Linked DNA regions of Salvelinus alpinus: all the other regions are linked to region 2. A link is a contact called in public Hi-C data. All regions are on one chromosome and are shown on one strand. Each heading gives the region's core, a stretch centred on a gene start, on an enhancer-like site or on the middle of the called end of the contact. The rest is flanking DNA. Distances are from core to core; before and after follow the strand shown. Region 1 holds the start of LOC139546760 (B-cell receptor CD22-like). Region 2 holds the start of LOC139546763 (cobalamin trafficking protein CblD-like). Region 3 holds the start of LOC139546761 (rho-related GTP-binding protein RhoE).

The links. Hi-C and Micro-C count contacts between places; a contact is called where the count stands out from the background.
Region 1: a contact with region 2 is called in a Hi-C map of muscle, with 13 times the contacts expected there. The contact joins the promoter of LOC139546760 here to the promoter of LOC139546763 in region 2. A contact is called at or near these places in 2 of 3 Hi-C or Micro-C datasets (muscle and red muscle).
Region 3: a contact with region 2 is called in a Hi-C map of red muscle, with 7 times the contacts expected there. The contact joins the promoter of LOC139546761 here to the promoter of LOC139546763 in region 2. A contact is called at or near these places in 2 of 3 Hi-C or Micro-C datasets (muscle and red muscle).

The regions. Positions count from the first base shown.
Region 1 is chr20:35,957,670-35,962,064 of SLU_Salpinus.1, reverse strand. It overlaps LOC139546760 (B-cell receptor CD22-like), which reads left to right and starts at 2,122. Exons shown (of 7, transcript XM_071355513.1): 1 at 2,122-2,537; 2 at 2,768-2,841; 3 at 3,138-3,488; 4 at 3,668-3,925; 5 at 4,024-4,395. The coding sequence starts at 2,787.
Region 2 is chr20:36,199,873-36,204,527 of SLU_Salpinus.1, reverse strand. It overlaps LOC139546763 (cobalamin trafficking protein CblD-like), which reads right to left and starts at 2,908. Exons shown (of 7, transcript XM_071355517.1): 1 at 2,730-2,908; 2 at 848-998; 3 at 480-700; 4 at 241-349. The coding sequence starts at 2,771.
Region 3 is chr20:36,031,457-36,036,190 of SLU_Salpinus.1, reverse strand. LOC139546761 (rho-related GTP-binding protein RhoE) reads right to left here and starts at 3,334. Exons shown (of 5, transcript XM_071355515.1): 1 at 3,015-3,334; 2 at 2,655-2,742. The coding sequence starts at 3,164.

The DNA of each region.
Region 1 (4,395 bases), core at 873-3,372, 240 kb after region 2:
ATATTCAATGTGCGGGACAAAATTGAGGCTATGATTAAGAAGTTGGAGCTCTTCTCTGTCTGCATTAACAAGGACAACACACAGGTCTTTCCATCATTGTATGATTTTTTGGTGTGTAAATGAACTCAAGCTTACGGACTATGTCAAACGTGATATAGTGAAGCACCTGAGTGAGTTGGGTGCGCAATTACGCAGGTACTTTCCCGAAACGGATGACACAAACAACTGGATTCGTTATCCCTTTCATGCCCTGCCTCCAGTCCACTTACCAATATCTGAACAAGAGAGCCTCATCGAAAGCCACTGCCAGATTTCTGGATAGGGCTGCGCTCAGTGTATCCTGCCTTGGCAAATCAAGCTGTTAAGACACCGATTCCCTTTGCAACCACGTACCTATGTGAGAGTGGATTCTCAGCCCTCACTAGCATGAAAACAGTGTGTAAGAGACAGAGACAGTGTGTAAAATGACTTAATACTGAGACTCTCTCCAATACAACCCAACATTGCAGAGTTATGTGCATCCTTTCACGCACACCCTTCTCATTAACCTGTGGTGAGTTATTCACAATTTTCGATGAACAAATAAAGTTTTATATGTAAGATGGCTAAATAAAGAGCAAAACTATTGATTATTATTATTTTATTATTTGTGCCCTGGTCCTAATAAGAGCTCTTTGTCACTTCCCACAAACCGGGTTGTGACAAACTCACACTCATTCTTATGTTTAATAAATGTATTGTATATTGTGTGTGTGGCAGGCTTACAATGATGGCAAAAAACAACATTTGAGAACTGACCCTGGTGCTAGAGGGGGTACGCAGCTGGAGGTTGAATGTTTGAAGGGGTACGGGACTATAAAAAGTTTGGGAACCACTGCCTTAGACAATACAATTCTCAAATGTATCACGGTTTTAATACTGATCATTAAGGTTACCCATCAAATATATTGATGACTAATTTCATGATGACAGATTAAAATCCTTGGTTTGAAGTTGAGCATAAAAAATGTGTCCTTGATTCATACCAAAGATGCTTGGCACAGAAAAAGAGGCATAGCGTCCTTAGATGTAAACAAGAGTATTGTGCATTTTTATTTGCATCAGGTGTGTGTTTAAGTTGTGTGTTTAAGTTGTCTACCTTTCTGATTCTAAGACTGCAGGGAGGGAGATGCAACAAAGGACAGCAGACAATGGACGGGTGAGTTCAGATCAAATAGTATTTGTTTTCTATCAGATTATCTACATTATATTGCTTCTATTATTTTACTTTAATCGTCTTATCAAGGTAAAATAGCTTTAGCTTGTTAAGAGAAAAACAAGAAAAAAAGTAATTATCAGTCAATAAAGGATATTTAGGCTTGCTTACTTTTTGCAGCTTGATAGTAGCTTGTTCCATGTGATTGTACTGCATTTGAGGATTTGTTCTGCATATGAATCTCATTGTAAAACATTTTGTTTTGCATTACTGTTTCCATATGTGTTATGTACTAGCATGTAATACAACATTAGTCTCATTGCTTGATACCTCCCAATTGCAGTATCAGGTGTAATCTATTCTTCATCATAGTAACCACATTTTTTCTATCATGTTCTATTCAATCTGCTCTGTTAACAGATCTGTAGGCATAGGTGACATCATCAGTTGTTCTGCTTCTAGCGTCTCTGGGTCTTTGAAAAGTGCCATATAAGTCTGTTGTGGTGTTCTGATTATTATAATGATCCTAATGATGATGATTGTAATTATTATTATTAGGTAGAATGCATCTGTCACATCTGCTCCTGCTACGCCCTCTGGTGGTTGTCCGTTGTCTCCTTGACCTACAGTTCTTTCCCTGTACTCTCTCTCTCTCTCTCTCTCTCTCTCTCTCTCTCCCTCTCTGTTTAATTGTGTGGTTGGAGACAGGTGTGCTGGAGTCAGAGCAGATCCCTACCAGCTGCAACTCATCCATAAATCAAGCTCTACATATACCCATTCCTGCCACTTCTACTCTGCCAGGTCGTAATCTCTGCTCAGTCAGTTATTCTTCTAGCCTTTTGTCTTTTCTCAAGATCCTGTTGCTCTGCTGTGCTTGTTTCCCTGCCTAACACCATTTTTTGTCCTCTCCTTGCAGTGCTGCTCTGTCTCTGGCTCCTGTCTCCTGTTCCACATCTCATCCCCAACTACCTTGCTCTGGATTTCACTCCCCACCATTACCTTGGATTCCTCTCAGGACCTGTTCCCCTGTTCTACTCAGGCAACTCCAACCTCATTCTACACTCCTGTTTTTCTGCAACTCATCTGAGCTACCCCGGTTCTGCACTTCATATTTCTCTGTGTTCAATAAACATTTCGGTGTATTCATCCCGGCTTCCTCTTCTGAGTCCGCTCTTGGGTTCCCTCCCTTCGCTCCTCGTAACAGCATCATGCATGTTAATGTCTAAAGTGGAAGGACAGTTCTGTATCAGCTACTTTCAATATGTGCCAACCACACTTAGTTCTTGTTTCCACTCACTACTAGTCAGTTGATTTACTGTACAAGTCCTTTCCACTTCACTCTGTAAGTATGTGTGACAATATCTTTTAACATTGTGTTTAATTTGATGTTTTTAGTAATAAACCATATATTGTGATAATGATAGGGTCGTTGGCCTTAACGCTATGGTCAGAATTAGGGGGGAAAATGTATTTAGAGCAATACATATATAATACTGTTGTGTGCTAAGTATCAAGTGTAGTTATTCACCAGTTATAAAGTGTGTTTTAGTTGTCTACCTTTCTGTTTGTAAGACTGCATGGAGATGCAACAATGGCATTGAGAACAGCAGGAAGTGTGTTGATGGTCTTTATCTGGTCTGAGACAGGTATGGTCTCATTCCTAACCTTTCAGTAATCATCCTTTTCCTATCCTTTGCTATTCAATCTATAGACATTTCTAAACAATTCTAACAATTCACAATACGTTGCTTCTCAATGTTAATTTGGTGTAAATTATTAATTTCCTTGTTAATATTTAGATTTGCTCTTCACACCTCACATACAGTATATGCTTGTGGTTTCCATTCGCTCATCTCTCCGCAACTGTGGAAGAAATTGGGTGTGGGCCATGGGTTTCTTTAATGGTTCTTTAGTTGCCCTGTGATGTGTGACTGTGTTGCAGTGGTACTGGGTCAGAATGGCTGGAGGGTGACTTACAACCCTCAGAATATCTGTACCTTGAAGAGGTCAACAGTGAATCTGACCTGCTCTTACACATATCCCAGAGGTCATACAGTCACAGAGACATCATGGTTCTATAGATGGTCTGTTGTGAAACCTCAGAATGATGATCGTGTGGAATACTATGGGGACAGAGTGAACGACTGCACCCTGAGAATCACAGACCTGAGAGAGAGCGACTCAGCTGAGTACTGGTTCACATTCGAGACTCAGATCATACAAGGTCATGTTTTTCAAAGTGTGAGAAGTGAGAGCTATTCTGGCAGTCCTGGAGTCAGGCTGTCCGTCACAGGTACACTATTTTGTAACGCTTTATCAATTACATTCAAGTCTTTGGAAATCTGTTTTAATTTGATATTATACAGTACATTAGGAATGACAGTCTGTATATAATATGGACGTCTCGTGTCATTTGATTACAATGGTTGTTGGGTAAGTTGATAAGGTTATAATGTTTGTTTTTAATCACAGGCCTGAAGGCAACATTTCAAACTATAGTGACAGAGGGACAGCCTGTGACACTGACCTGTAGCACCACCTGTACTCTGACTGACAACCCCAACCCCACCTACATCTGGAACAAGAACAGACAACGTCTCACAAACCCAAAGACCAAAAATAACTACTTGTACCTAGACCCAGTCAGCAGTGAGGATACAGGCAGATACTCCTGTGCTGTAAACGGCCATGAGAATCTCCCCTCTGCTGAAGAGACTCTCACTGTCAGATGTGAGTACAATAAATATATATAATCTAACTGTAATTTAATTCTAGTATTATATTTTGGGTACACTGTGTGTTCATTTGTATGTCATTCCCAACACTAGATGGCCCAAAGAGAGTGTCAGTATCAGTCAGTCCTTCTGGTGAACTAGTGGAGGGCAGTTCAGTGACTCTGACCTGCAGCAGTGATGCCAACCCACCTGTGGACAAATACACCTGGTACAAGAAGAATGTTACCCAACCAAAAGCGTCAGGGCAGAGTTATAGCATCACTAACATCAGCTCTGAGGACAGTGGAGAATACTACTGTGAGGCTGAGAATACAATTGGAGCCCAGATATCTACACCTCAATTGATCATGGTAGCCGGTAAGATGTGTTTTTATTTTAAATTTCAAGTTACACTATCAGATAACATTCATATCATTCTTTATGCTTTAGGGAAACAAGCTTCTGTGAAGAATGCATCTATAGGAA
Region 2 (4,655 bases), core at 1,659-4,158:
GTTTTAATCCATTTTCAAAAATGTATAAAAACTGTTTTTGCTTTGTCATTATGGGGTATTGTGTGTAGATTAATGAGGAAAAACATGCATTTAATACATTTTAGAATGAGGATATGTGGAAAAACAGAATGGGTCTGAATACTTTCTGAATGCCCTGTATTTTGTGCATTTCTACAGAAAGTAAGACTGCTCACATAGGGCTATATCTGTTTGGTGAAAGGAAAACAATCATATATGTACCTTTCTTCAGCAGCTCAGGGCAAGACTGTATCGCACACTCTACATTGGAGTTATCAAAGTACTGTTCTGCTCGGTTGACTATTTGTTCAGGGGGATCAGCCTCTTTCCCCTAAGACAAACAATCATGGAACGTTGCTCAGAAAACCAAAAACATCCCTGAATATTACACTGCATAATACGCATATGCTTCATTATCACCAGAAGAAATGTATGTCAATTGTGAAACCAACCACACTTACTTGGAACTCGCCGACAAATTGGGCAAGGATGAACTCATGCCTCTCGCTGCTGGAGGGAACAGTCAGCACGTCGGGGACTGTCCGGTGGACTGGGCCTTTAATCTTCTGTTCTGCTGTGCCTTCCAGGTGGCAGTCAAAGCCTGAGTTACCTGGCAGTTGGAAGCGCTGGTCCTGAGGCCCGAACGGACCCATACTATCATCTGGCCAAACTGTCCTGGGTCCTGACAATGAGACATAATTTAACAAGAAGTTGATCCAATTATTGAGCCAATTGATTCACATACCTTCTGAATAACAGACAGTTGGTATATGACGTTCACATTCAGGCAACTTCAGTATCATCATTGTGATTAGAGGTCTGCACTTACCAAGGTCAGGGGGTGTGACTGCTACACGAGGCTCATCAGAGCCAGATGATCCAGCACCAGAGAATGTTCTCTGGTTGGTTCCAGCAATCCGCCGGACCAGTACATGAAGCCCTGGCAGGTAAGTCACCAGCCTGGCTCTGCTACAGAGCACCTGAGGAACAGAGAAGGAACATCCCCATCAGGACACACACGACACAAGCATTAAGTGTGTGTGTGTGACGTTGGATTCTGATCAAATCTGGAAGTCTCTGTCAAATAGACTTACACTGGCCATCCTGTTGGGCCTCTCCCTCTTCTGTTATTCACTTGCAAAACTGCAAAAGACAAAGTAATAAATTAACCAACTGCATAAATCTCATTGAGATAAATCTCATTAGACACAAAACACTGAAAGTAGGTGCATAAACTGATTATCATCAAGCTAAATAGCTCAAAACAAACAGCAGTTGACTGTCAACAGGCTAACTTGCTGGCTACAAATAATTTGAATCACAATTCAGAATATCCTTACCCCGTAGTACCGTCACTTAGTGCTCATTGACAACTATTTCAGACGACATAGCTGCCACAACATTACATAACAGGGTACAGCAGGACTGTAGGGAATGTTAGCTAGCTAGCCAGCTAATGTTAGCTAACTAAAAAGTGAGAGCTGTGGTGTATTCATTGGTCAGATTCTGTTGCAAAATGTTTTGCAACAGAAACCGTTTACTCCAAATGCTCTTGCAACATGACGTAAAAGATGTTGGGTTCTTAAATGGAATTTGTAGTTCATTTTAATGTTATGGCAAAGACAGTAAGTACTGTATGGTTTCCTGACCATTCCAATCTGAATAGTCTGTGAAGTGTTTGGCACAAGCTTCACAACTATAAATTATACATTCTTCCATGCTCTAAAGTGGAGTGAAGTCCACAGGGTTCCTTCCACCTTCGTTTCCCAACAGCCCAAATGTTTTGCAACAGAATCCAACTAATGAATACACCCCTGCTCGCTAAACTGCAGTACATATATTTTCAGTTTACATAGGGACGGCAGGTAGCCTAGTGGTTAGAGCTGACAAGGTAAAAATCTGTCGTTCTGCCCCTGAACAAAGCAGTTAACCCAGTGTTCCCCGATAGGCCGTCATTGTAAATAAGAATTTGTTCTTAGCTGACTTACCTAGTTAAATAAAGGTTAAATAAAATAATTTAAAAAATTGGTTTGATATTTGGAGTTTGCTCATCAATAACTCTACGACTGTCCCTAAACCACCTGAGCGCCAATTGATGGGTGGTATATCTGGAATCAGATAACAATAGAGCACAAAATACAGCCTTTTTCCCCTCAGTTTTGTTTACAAAAAGTGACTTATGTGCTGGCTGCTAAGGGATCATCTTAAAAGTGCGATCAGCCAAATCTGGTATTCACAGAACAATTACATTTTAAAATGTTAACTGACTTGCCTAATTAAATAAAGGTTAAATACTTTTAAAAAATGGGTCTTAGTAGTTAGAGCTAAGTAATTAAAATGAGGCCCTATGTAGTGTGTAATCTGCATATAGGGCTAACCCTCCTGAAAGGGAATGTAAAAACGTATATTTTGTTTACATTCAATCCCCAATATTGCACTTTTACGACTGTCCCTAAACCACCTGAGCGCCAGAAATCAGCATAATGCCTCCTTCTCTGTTAAGGAAAGTGCTCTCTAACATCATCTGATTCTCGATATATCCTATCATCATCCTATGACTCCGTCTGAGAGCTATTGACGAGAAAACTCCGAATATCGAAAGTAAAACCAAATTTAATGAGGTGCAAGACAACACAGCTAACGTACTAGCTAGCTCTACGTTAGCCGATTTATATTAGTTTAGGCTCTGACAATAAATGTAATATATTTACCTTAAATAAATTCGTTGAAGAATATCCCCTTCTTGCAAACATAAATCAATACAATACGTTGAAAAGATGAATAAGTCTTATCTGTGTTTATCCTTGACCTAACTTTAGCTCGCCTGCCATCTATCTGCTTCACCTTTCGTTGTGCACATGCGCGCTTACGTGAGTAAATGACGGGACCCTGCGAGCGACCAAAATGGCTTGACGTAACAAGGTTGCAAAAAATAAATAACATCAAAATGCAGAATCATGTTTGCACACTAGATGTCGTTATATCCCTATCCATGAGTGGCAGCATGTACCTACAGATTGATCCCTGCAAAGGCAATTCTAAGGAGAGTTTCAGACAAAAATGAATGTGAAAGTTTTCGTCAGTGTTTCTTGTGGCACTGTAATTAGTGGCTAACCTGTATAATGTATAAAATAATCCTCAAACTCCCGTTCAGATGAGAGCTTTGTACCTGAAGAGCAGTGCTAGAGGTGCCCCTACTGACCCTGGTTCGATTCTAGGCTGTTTCACAACCGTCCATGATTGGGAGTACCATAGGGCGGCGCACAATTGGCCCAGTGTCGTGCAGGTTAGGATTTGGCAGGGGTAGGCCGTCATTGTAAATAAGAATTTGTTCTTAACTGACCTGCCTAGTTAAATATAGGTAAAATATAGAGGTTGCTGTGCTAATGAGGGCATTCGATTAATGAACCGGGTTAACATAAAATTTGGAACGTTCTGATTTGAGAAGGGCGGTCTCTCACCACTTTTGCCTGTTCACGCCCGTTAATCAAACTCCCTCATTGTATTTATTTGAGTGCAACCGTTCTGTGGACCAGTCTGTTGAGAACAAATGTTTGTTCTTGAAGTGCAGTCGCATAAACCTTCAAGCGCTATTATGAAACTGGCTCTCATGAGGACCGCCACAGGATAGGAAGACCCAGAGATACCTCTGCTGCAGAGGATAAATTCATTAGAATAACTGCACCTGAGATTGCAGCCCAAATAAATGCTTCACAGAGTTCAAGTACAGACACAGTTCAACATCAACTGTTCAGAGAAGACTGCACGAATAAGGCATTCATGGTCGAATTTCTGCAATGAAACCACTAATAAAGGACACCAATAAGAAGAAGAGACTTCCTTGGGCCAAGAAACACGAGCAATGGACATTAGAACAGTGGAAATCTGTCCTATGGTCCAAATTTGAGATTTTTGGGTCCAACCGCTGTGTCTTTGTGAGACGCAGAGTAGGTGAACGGATGATATCAAATCAAATCAAGTTTATTTTATATAGCCCTTCGTACATCAGCTAATATCTCGAAGTGCTGTACAGACACCCAGCCTAAAACCCCAAACAACAAGCAATGCAGGTGTAGAAGCACGGCAAGCAATGCAGGTGTAGATATCCATGTGTGTGGTTCCCACAGTGAAGCATGGAGGAGGAGGTGTGATGGTGTGGGGGTGCTTTGCTGGTGACACTGTCAGTGATTTATTTAGAATTCAAAGCACACTTAACCAGCATGGCTACCACAGCATTCTGCAGCGATATGCCATCCTATCTGGTTTTCGGTTAGTGGGACTATCATTTGATTTTCAACAGGACAATGACCCGAACTCCCGGGTGGCGCAGTGGTCTAAGGCTCACTGCATCGCAGTGCTAGCCGTGCCACCAGAGGTTCTGGGTTCAAGCCCAGGCTCTGTCGCAGCCGGCCGCGACCGGGAGGTCCATGGGGCGACGCACAATTGGCCTAGCGTCGTCCGGATTAGGGAGGGTTTGGCCGGCAGGGATATCCTTGTCTCATCGCGCACTAGCAACTCCTGTGTTGGGCCAGGCGCAGTGCACGCTGACCAGGTCGCCAGGTGCACGGTGTTTCCTCCGACACATTGGTGCGGCTGGCTTCTGGGTTGGATGTGCATTGTGTCAAGAAGCAGTGCGG
Region 3 (4,734 bases), core at 2,085-4,584, 170 kb after region 2:
AAAAAAATGAAATCGTGTAATGTGTGACAGATTGACAGACCGTTTCCTCAACATTAAAGAGGACGGCATTGGCTTTTCTCTACAAGTAGGGTGAGGCAACATGTTTTTTCTACTTGCAGGAACACACGCACACAGAGAAATCAAAACCATGGAAAGCCACATTTAGCTTACGTTGATTGGACAATTATTTTGGCACCTTTTAGTTGTCACTGTATTAGACTAAGCATGAGTGATTTGATGTTGAAGTTGAAATGGTGCTGGAATAGTGGAGGCATCTCATACAATATTTTCTTTGCAACTGTGGTTCTAAATCAATAATTGTTTAGCGGTCTACAAATGTCCAAAACAATAACTGGCTTGACCATGCTGTAGGTCATCTAAATGGCTGTTACATGCAATATTCTTTGTGGATTTCAGACAGTCGCTCTCCAGTCGTGATAAAACAAAAGTTTGAATTTTTGACCTCATGCGTTTTGGAGATCATTACAGCCTAATTTAAGTTATTTTGAGTTTGAGTTGCCATGGAGCAAACAATGCAATTATCACAAAACAGGTTGTAATATGGCTTTTTTGGCTTCCCCAGTTCATTTATCCATGCACCGCTACTGCAGTAAAGGCTCTAAATTATGATTTAAAAAAACAAAGATATTACATATACATTTTGAGAGTGTTTATTTAATAACCATTTCTTCATCTTTTCTTAGCTGGTGCCTCCACTGAATGCCTTAATCTGTTACGTATCTGAGTGGAGAGAGGATGTGGACACTGCACACTGAATCAGTGGTTGCCATGGCACCACAAGGTCACCTAGATAGCTCTGTAAATATTGCAGACTGTTATTTTGAAGTGTTAAGCATTGCTTTTTACCTTTTTGGCATTTTACTGCTCTGGGGTTTCATCAATTACATCTTGTGGTCTTGACTCAGATTTCAAGAATTGTGATGGAAAGTCTATTTTTGGCTTACACATTAAAGCTAGCTAGACGACTGTTTGGACTTAAATAACGCACCCCATGTTTTTCAGTTGAAGCTGTTCGGAATAAATACAACAAGGACTGCATGCCGTGTCCAGAGATGGCAGAGGAGGCTCAGGGACTGTTCTGAATTGCCAATTTGTGCGCTTTCACGAGCATCACCCAGGTGGGTGCTACATGTTCGGCAATGGAAGACCAGTACCCTACCTACGGAGGAGCGACGTTTGGAGGAAGTGACAGTCAAAAGCAGGTGTGAGGCACTGATGAAGAGTTCCAGGCCTGTTTGTCTTTGTTTTTTATTGGCTGTAACAATGCCCCCTCCACTGCATTCCCAAGCCAAACTACCTCAACTCCTGGCCTTTCTGTCATTCAAAGCCAACTAGAGAAATTCAGTCATCTCAATTTGAATGTGTTCAATACATCCTCACGCTAGAGTGGTCCATAACATTCCAAGGATGCAGTGTCAGATTAAACTCTGGATATTCCTTGCCACCTACTGGGCTAGTTTAATGTATTGACGACCAGTCAAATTAAGATTAAGCTAGGCACACAGTCTGATTTTTTACAAGCTTTTAAAATGTGGTGAAGAAATGTTTACTCTAATTCATGGCAATGCTCACATTCCACCGTGCCAGTCCATATTCCACATTCGGGCCCTGTAGTGCAGTGTTAGTAGGCTCTTATGTCTATCTACACTAGACAAAAATATAAACGCAACATGCAAAGTGTTGGTCCCATGTTTCATGAGCTGAAATAAAAGATCCCAGAAGTTTTCCATATGCTCAAAATGCTTAATTTCAACAAATTAAACATTTGTTTACATCCCTGTTAGTAAGCATTTCTCCTTTGCCAAGATAATCCAGCCACCTTACAGGTGGCATATCAAGAAGCTGACTAAAGAGTTAGCTCTTATACAGGTGCACCTTGTCCTTAGGACAATAAAAGGCCACTAAAATGTCACAACGCTTGAGATCTCAAGTTGCGGGATGGTGGAATTGCTGACTGCAGGCATGCTGGCTGCAGGAATGTCCATCAGAGAAGTGGCCAGAATTCAAATTGTATTCCTCTACCATAAGCCGCTTCCAATGTCAGTTTAGAAAACATCCAACCGACCTCACAACCGCAGACCATTTGGCCTCCCGAGTAGCGCAGCAGTCTAAGGCACTGCATCTCAGTGCAAGGGGTGTCACTACAGTCCCTGGTTTGAATCCAGGCTGTATCACATCCAGACATGATTGGGAGTCCCATAGGGCAGTGCACAATTGGCCCAGCGTCATCCGGGTTAGGCCTTCATTCTAAACAAGAACTTGTTCTTAACTGACTTGCCTAGTTAAATATACATGTATGGCTTGTTAATGTCAACATTGTGAACAGAGTGCCCCATGGTGGCTGTGGGTTTATGGCATGGGCAGGCATAAGTTAAACACAATTGCATTTGATCTATTGGCAAATTGAATTGTGAAGGCAATTTTTTTTAAAGACATCTAACCAACAAATGCATCTATTCCCAGTCATGTGAAATCCATAGATGAGGTCCTAATTTATTTTAATTGACAGATTACCTCATATGAACTGTAACTCAGTAAAATCGTTGAAGTGGTTGCCTTTATATTTTTGTTCAGGATAGAATGCTGTAGTGATTAAATAGATATTATTTTAATATCATTCAAAAAGTTCTCACCTGAAGTGTCCCAGAGACTGAGTTCTATTCTTTGCGTGTCGATTTCAAAACTGGCTGTGTAGTTCTCAAACACCGTTGGGACATAGTTCTATAAAATAAAGAATTTGCAAAACATCATTATGTTGATCATAAACGTTATCCAATATACCAAGATGAGCTGTACTCAAAACACTAACATTATCCATCGTAATTTAACCTCTCTCTGCAACCAGTCAATTTGAATCACTTGGTCTGTGCGTAAAAGTGCACAAAAGTTCAGAAGATATCATTTTCCAACACTACCCCTCGGGTAACGACTCGTAAATGGCACAAAACACGCAAATTAGTTAACTCATCCAAAAGACATAACACTAGTCCTACCTCTGGAAAGCAATCTTTTGCAAAGACGTGAAGTAGAGCAGTTTTTCCACACTGACTGTCCCCAACGACAACGATTTTACACTTCACGCTCTGGTTAGGATCCATCTCGGATTTCGGTGAAAGCTTTTGACCAGATCCTGTATCCTTCATTGATTTTTCTGATGTCTATAGATAAGCTCCGCACCAAAATCAGCTCCCCATAACAATCACTACTGTCCTGTGATATTGTTAGCTGCGTCCTCTATTCACCGGTACACTACTGTCGATATTGTCAGCAACGTCCTACACACACCGGTAAACTACTGTTGATCGTGCAAAGCAACGGAACACAGGGGGTTTATATACGAGACGCTAAACCAATCAGCTGCCTCTGTCATTTGATGAAGTAGTAGTCCGCCCCTTTCTCCCTCGTGGAGACGTCAACATTACCACGTGAACAGCGCCCTCTATTTGTCGGTATTCCCTACCATGCTCTCAGAGGAGAGGACAAGCAAGATGTGTTCAGAGGTGAAAAGAAGCTAGCAAATGTCCATAGTAAAAAACTAGCAAAAGAGTCATTATCATTGTGGCTGATTAAGTCGGATACCTCAAGATAAGGTAATAATACAGTTACTTAACGGTCCATTATGTAATTCAGAAATACCTGGAAGGCTGGCACAACATGTGCTGAACATCTGGTGAACTAAAAAGCACATAACTCATGTTCAGAAACTTGTGGCTGATGCAACAACTTCGTGATGTTCCCTCAGGGCGAAACACAGCACTGGCAGCACATGGATTGTCATCACTAGTTACCACAGCCACAAAGTCATAAACCCGGTCTATTTCTACGACCTTATGCCTAACCCCAACTTTAAATTAAGACCAAAAAGCACATTTTTGTTTTCATAATTTCTGAGTTTGTGGCTGTGGTAACTGGAAACCCCATGAATGGAGAGTGGCGCTTAAATTATTTTATATATTTTTAAACTTCTGGTAGGTCTGCTTCTACATCTGGTAACAGAGAGGCGGGCCAAACCCCTCTGTTGTGTCTTAGTCAAATGTCAAGGGAGGGAGGACAAAGAGATTCATTAAATTAACCTTGGAATTAACGGATGAAGGACACTGGAATGGTTCAAGACTAAGAGGGATGGAAATTACATTTGATTTGGATTATTAAGTAGGCCTATTCATCAGTGTTGAGATGGGGGATCACTGCCATCCAGGCCCTCTACACCAGGCGGTGTCAGAGGAAGGCCCCAAAAAATGGTCTAAGACTCCAGCCACCCAAGCCATAGACTGTTCTCTTCACTACCGCACGGCAAGCGGTACTAGTGCACCAAGTCTGTAACCAACAGGACCCTGAACAGCTTCTACTCCAAGCCATAAGACTACTAAATAGCTAACCAATTGGCTACTCGGACTACCTGCATTGACCCTTGTTTTGCACTAACTCTCTTGCACTGACTCTACCCACACACTCACACTGACACCCCAACAAACACATACACACAGCACGCGCACACATGCATCCTGACGCGACACACACTCACACACACACACACACACACCACGTTTTCTGCTACTACTGTCTTATCTATCCTGTTGCCTAGTCACCCCTACCTATATGTACATAGCTACCTCAATTACCTCATACCCCTGCACAACGACTCAGCACTGGTACTCCCTTGCATATAGCCATGTTACTTTCACTCGTTATTGTTATTCAATGTGTATTTAT